Linked DNA regions of Zea mays: region 1 is linked to region 2. The links are chromatin contacts, called in public Hi-C maps. All regions are on one chromosome and are shown on one strand. Each heading gives the region's core, a stretch centred on a gene start, on an enhancer-like site or on the middle of the called end of the contact. The rest is flanking DNA. Distances are from core to core; before and after follow the strand shown. Region 1 holds the start of LOC103651641 (pre-mRNA-processing protein 40A). Region 2 overlaps LOC103651639 (callose synthase 7).

Region 1 (3,106 bases), core at 408-2,907, 100 kb after region 2:
GGTGCAAAGGCCACCAAAACTATTCCTGTCCCGAGTGATCATAGCAACGATTCGATCCCACAGTTGTGATTGAGGACCGGATGAAATAGCTGATGCCCATGTCTGCTCTCCATAAGGTCGCAGGTGAACGACACGATACTCTTGAGGTTTCCTCGGACAGCGCCTGGAGCAAGATTTCTTCGTTACCAGGAAAAAATCTGCTGGGGAGGTAGAGTGGAGGGTCATCTTACTCCGCAAAGGCCGCGACGGAGGTGGAGGCAAGCAAACAAATGACACGACGTTGAACATACATGATGATCTCCACCGTGCGCTCGAACTCGTCGGCGTCGGCCGCGCCCCAGCAGCACGCTCGCACCAACACGGACAAACACTGTCGCTCGTTCTCCGACTCCGACCACTGCAGCTCGAGGGGCGCGGGGAGAGGTCCGTCTCACCTGCACCAGCCGCGGGCTCGCCATCTTCTCTTACCTGCACAAGATTCCCACTCCCCGTTTCACACACAATGGTTCACCTGCAATAATGGGACATGAAGTCCTTCGTGAATCGCCTGTGGTCCAAACCGCCATGTCACCCCCATCGCCGGCAGCAGCCGAGCAGAGGCAGCAGCATCAACGCCCATTGTGGCTGACACACTCCGCCTGGTGCCTGCATCCTCACCTCTTAGCGAGGCTGTTGGAGACATCGTGGCCGCCACCATGGCACATGTAGAAGGAGACCGGACAAGGTGCCCGTCAATGGACCCCTCGGCGCCGTCGGGGCTATGATGTGAGTATGCGACCCAAGTCACAGCGGGTCGTCTTGCACGATAAGGGCCACCGCTTCTTGTCCAGGAAGAATTGCGGAGGGGAAGACCGCAGGGAGGAGTTAGGGCTCGAATGTAGGGAGGGAAATGCAGCCTGGTGCTAGGGTTAGGGTTTTACCTGGTCGATTTGGGAGCGAGAGGAGCCCGACGCCATTACGGAAATGCAGCGAAGATGGGGACGATGGCGGGGGAGATTTGCATCACGGGGGCAGGGGCAAACGGCACCAGATCCACCTTCGCTTCCTACAACGGCAATGGTGGTGAGGTGGTGGCCGTCACTGGAGAGGAGTAGGAGGAAGGCGAGCGGGAGCATGAAGACGATGTTGGTCCCCGCCTCGCCGTCGTGGCCCGTCGATCTCTCACGCTGCCACGGCTCCCTGCTCCCTCACTCTCCTCATGGCTACGTAGCAGGCGTGTGCGATGGGCGGGCGCCGGGGTGGGGATTGCATCGCGGGGCGGGTGCAGGGGCAGCATTCACGGGGACGGGCGGAGGCAGGCGCGATTCGCGGTGGGCTGTGCGGGGCGGCGCGGGGGGCGGGCGCGGCGTGCGCGTGATCCGCGCGCGGAGGGGAATCACGGCGGGGTGGGGGTGGGCGGCCGGGCGCGTCATCCGCGGGGGGCTGGTTTCGCAGCGAGGGAGGCGCGGGCCGGTTTCGCGGCGAGGGGATCGCAGGCGGGGGCTTTCGCGGCGAGGGAGGCGCGGGGATGCTGGCTGGTTTCGCGGCGAGGGGATCGCAGGCGGGTAGGATCGTAGGCGGGGGCAGTCTACACTTGGATCTTAATAGTTGTAGAGATGTGTGCACAACAGCACAAGTGTCACCCGGTGCAACAAGCGGGTTGAAAAGCTGAGGCGTTGGCAGCAGTTTTTGGTGGCTAGGTGATTAAAAAAATACGAGGAAACAAACAGGGTTCGTCACATCGCTTGCGCCTCTCTCTCTCGGGGACAACTGCTTCACCCCTGCCGCCGCCCTACGCTTGGTGCCTAGGTCTTCATCGGATCGTTCACCGGGCACAAGCATCACCCAGCAGGTATGCCCACCCCTTTCTCCCTGCTGCTGTGAAACTGAGCATTCAAACCCTAACTGCCTGCTAGGGTTTCTTGCCCTATCTGTTTAAGACTGGGATCGCTTCTCCCCCGCCGACCAAGCCGTGCCTCCCCTGTTGCCGGCGTCGCCCCTCCCCCACCAGTGAAACTCGCGGTCTCTCTCCACCGCACGCACCTCGTGTAGTTGTCGCCGCGTGCACCCCCTGTAGCCCCGGCGTTGGGTCCTACTGCTCCATCCGGTTTGCTTCCGGCAACAAGATCAACAACAAGCGAGCGAGGTAGTGAAAAGCTGCAGGTACCAAACACCTCAAATGGCTTTTTTTCAGCTTCTTTTGATAAGTGGCTTTTCTCAGCAGTCAATCTTTTTTTGTCCATACTTTGGATGGTTTACACTGGATTGTTTACAGCTGTGATCTCTGGAGGTGCTCTTCCTACTCTTTGCTGGTATTTTGATGGTGGCTTGATGGCCAGTAATATGCAGGCTTCTGGGCTGCCTCAGGCAACTGCTGTCACATGCTGTCAATATCATTTTGTCATGTCACCTGTAGTGTACATAGTGCTCATCATCTTTATTATCTTATAAGCAGCCTCCCAGACCTCCCATGATGGGTTCTAGCGCTCAGCCACAAAATCTTGGACCACCAATGCCTATGCAGGTAAACTGAATTCCAGATTTTTGTTTCTTTACACATTTGTTGCTTCCAGAATTCTAGGCTACGTTTCTAATGTTGCTCCTCATGCTGCCCTTTCAGTTTAGGCCAGTGATTCCTTCGCAGCCTCCTCCTCAGTTCGTGCCACCAGCAGCACAACAGTTCCGTTCTGTTGGTGAGCCTATGCCGGGGGCTAACGTTGGCATGCCAGGGCAAATGCCACATTTTCCACAACCTGGGCAGCACATGCCTCACTCAAATCAAGTTCCACCTGTATCACAAGGGGTTCCCATGGTATATCAGCCAGCTAGACCAATGTCATCAGCACCTATGCAACCACAGCAACAAGCTGCGTATGCTGGGGGCCATTTGCTCACCATGGGTGCTCCTATGCAACCCCTGACCTATACAGTTAGTCCTATTAGTCACTCTTTGAGTTAGTTATTTCCATATGATTTCTGTGTTACTAGTCTTAGACTAAGCTACTAACTTGCTAACTCCGACATTTCAGTATCAACCAACATCGATCCCTCCTGTAGTGCAACCCTGGAGTACAGGCCCAGGACAGAGTGTAACTCATGTGCCTCCTCTAGTGCAGTCTGGGCACCA
Region 2 (3,126 bases), core at 66-2,565:
CTTGAGAAAGGATTTGGCAGAGCATTGGCAGAGTTTGTAATCATGCAACTTCAGTTAGCTTCTGTATTCTTCACTTTTCATCTTGGAACAAAGACTCACTACTATGGCAGGACGATACTTCATGGTGGAGCAAAGTATAGAGCTACTGGGAGAGGGTTTGTTGTGCGTCATGCAAAGTTCGCTGAGAATTATCGGATGTACTCCCGGAGTCACTTTGTCAAAGCACTGGAGCTGCTTATTCTTTTGGTTGTCTACCTAGCTTATGGGAGTTCATACAGAAGCTCAAGTTTGTATTTGTATGTCACAGTTTCGATATGGTTCCTTGTTTTCTGTTGGCTGTTTGCACCTTTTGTCTTCAACCCATCCTGCTTTGAGTGGCACAAGACTGTTGATGACTGGAATGACTGGTGGAAGTGGATGGGCAATAGAGGTGGTATTGGATTAGCGCCTGAACAAAGTTGGGAGGCTTGGTGGGTGAGTGAACATGACCACCTGAGGAATGCAACAATTCGAAGCTTGCTCTTGGAGTTCATCCTTTCCCTGCGGTTCTTGATCTATCAGTATGGTATTGTTTACCACTTGCACATAGTGCATGGCAACAAAAGCTTCTTGGTATTCTACCTACTTAGAATGTCCCTTGTTTTAATCTTCATTACTGAACTCAGTTAACTTAATGCTTGCTTTCTCCAACAGGTATATGCACTGTCATGGCTGGTTATAGCAGTTGCTCTTGTGTCACTAAAGGTAACAGTCTTCCGTGTTGTAGCGCATCTTATTTTGTCTGATACTGCATTTACAGCTGGGGTGTGCTCCCTTGTTCCAGGTTGTTTCAATGGGGAGAGAGAAGTTTGTTACAAGGATTCAACTAGTGTTCCGCATCCTCAAGGGCATTGTGTTCCTTGTGCTCATTGGTTTGCTTGTCCTTTTATTTGTTGGTTTTGACCTTGCTGTCTCGGATGTTGGCGCCAGTATCTTGGCATTCATTCCCACTGGCTGGTTTATTCTTCTGGTGAGCCATTCTTGGGTTCTTCCACACGTCTTTCTTTTTAGCTACTTGCTGTTTGTCAGTGTACTTATTGCTCCTGTTAATCTTTGTTTAGATTTTAGATGTATTGGCTTGTTTTTCTGATTCATGTTTGTGGCACCTTCTGTTGCTTTAGGTTGCGCAATTATGTGGACCGCTGTTTCGGAGGTTGATCATAGAGCCACTTCACTTGCTGTGTTGCCCATATGGTACCGGTGGTGCATGCAGAGGTCCCTGCTGTGCCAGGTTCAGACAGAGGACCGGTGCTGCGCTTCGGAAGATGGGACCATGGGACTCCATCCAGGAGATGGCGAGGATGTACGAATACACCATGGGGCTCCTCATTTTCCTGCCCATTGCCGTGCTATCGTGGTTCCCCTTCGTCTCTGAATTCCAGACACGGCTGCTCTTCAACCAGGCCTTCAGCAGGGGGCTGCAGATCTCTAGGATCCTCGCGGGGCAGAATGGTAGCGGCACAAAGAGCGACTGATGCTTTGACATTAACGGAGTTATCCATTCCGTTGTGCCATGTGGTATCTCGTTGCTATTGTCCGCTACCGTTATGTGTAGAATCAAGTATGTTCATCGTTTGAAAAAGTGTCGCGCAGTTTGAGTGTGTATGTCGGATTTTAACCTCTTAATTCAGTTCATATTCATTGGTTGTTTCCATTTGATTTGCACGTATACGTTGGAATCTGTCTGATTTTCGGTGTTAAAAGTAAGTGTTTGTTTTTAGCTAGAACTTTCTCTACTCCTTTAAAGCACCAATTTTATATGTCATGCTTTGCGTACGAAGCATGTGGATTCGTTTCTTTCTCGCTTCTCGTCTACCACAAATAGAAATAGGTTATGAGAGACCACTCAAACTTAACACGACAGGAGGAAGCCATATCCAGTGTAGCGCTTTCACATAGTATTAAATCGCTAGTTGAACGAGAACAAGCGATTGAGTGAGCTATAAAAATAGAGGCTAGACTTATGTTCAACTCATGACTTTCTCAACATTTTGGCTAAAAGTATAATATTTGTTTTTATCAGTTTATATATATAGTTTAATATATGATATGTGAACCATATGTTCATTTTAATATTAAATTTACTTTTTATAGTTATCAAATATAATTGTGTGTCGTTGTAACACACAAACATGATGATATTAGTACTTCTATGAAGCACTAGTTTTGACCGTCGTCCTGCATCATCACTTCTAAAAAAACTCTTTGCATTTCTTCGAAATAACCCACTAGTTTTAACTTTTTAAAACTCTTTCAATTAAATCACCCGCACATCCATAACCTCTCCTAAATCCATGAAATGAAATGCACTCAAACATAACACATCCTCAAAACCAACGGCTCAGATCGCTGGATAATTCTCTTCTCTCTACTCAAATCCAATGGCTAATGTTATTTGAATCATTCTTTCTCCCTTATGCAATTGGGACATGACGTATTTTCACAATGATATGATAGACTATCATTTTGGTTTGATCATCTTTGACTCGCCAATTAGTTCTCCCACATGTTGTGTTTCTCTCATTAAATGCTTTATTTATATCAATTTACTATTGAATGTTTGCTCTTAAGATACTTGAATTCATGATGTCAATATTTATTTAAAGATTGCTACTTTAATCTTTGCACTATAAAGTACCAGTTTCCACCCTCGTCGTGTGTCAACACTAATGCAAAAAAAACTCTTATATTTATTTGTAATCAACCTACGGATCAGACCCCCCATGTGGCTCCCTCCCTCGAGTGTCGCCGCTGCAATCATCGCCATCGCGTGTAGCCCCCACTCTCTTGAGCGCCTAGAAGGAGCGAATAGGTGATGCCTGTAAAATACAACATTAAACACAAACTTGGTCCCAATAAAAGGTTAGTTCAAAATAAGGCCAGGTTAGAGTGAGAAGAAGAGAAAAGCCATCTTCACTTGATTGCCCTTTCAAAGGTTTTGTCTATTCACCCCTCCCCCTCTAGGCGACTTTCATCAACACCCATCCAAATCGGTGGTAAAGTTTGAGCCGATAGTGTATGCTTGAATGTAAGTGTGGAAATAAGAGGGATAGAGTTCCCCGCTAACCTCATAGTAATGGGTACTCA

The links. A called contact is a pair of places that touch in the nucleus more often than the background predicts.
Region 1: a Hi-C map of ear shows a contact between it and region 2, with 2.3 times the contacts expected there. The contact joins the promoter of LOC103651641 here to the enhancer-like site in region 2. A contact is called at or near these places in 4 of 25 Hi-C or Micro-C datasets (ear, leaf, tassel and 1 more).

Annotation. Positions count from the first base shown.
Region 1 is chr3:233,847,731-233,850,836 of Zm-B73-REFERENCE-NAM-5.0, forward strand. It overlaps LOC103651641 (pre-mRNA-processing protein 40A), which reads left to right and starts at 1,658. Exons shown (of 31, transcript XM_035966528.1): 1 at 1,658-1,831; 2 at 1,920-2,142; 3 at 2,255-2,346; 4 at 2,435-2,503; 5 at 2,600-2,908; 6 at 3,009-3,106. The coding sequence starts at 2,311.
Region 2 is chr3:233,745,421-233,748,546 of Zm-B73-REFERENCE-NAM-5.0, forward strand. It overlaps LOC103651639 (callose synthase 7), which reads left to right. Exons shown (of 42, transcript XM_020550613.3): 39 at 1-612; 40 at 694-744; 41 at 824-1,009; 42 at 1,161-1,763. The coding sequence ends at 1,514. Among protein-coding and RNA genes, the nearest start is that of LOC103651639, 58 kb to the left of the region's middle. Within about 2 kb of position 1,316, at least 3 of the 20 cell types and tissues checked have an H3K27ac peak or open chromatin away from gene starts, as enhancers often do.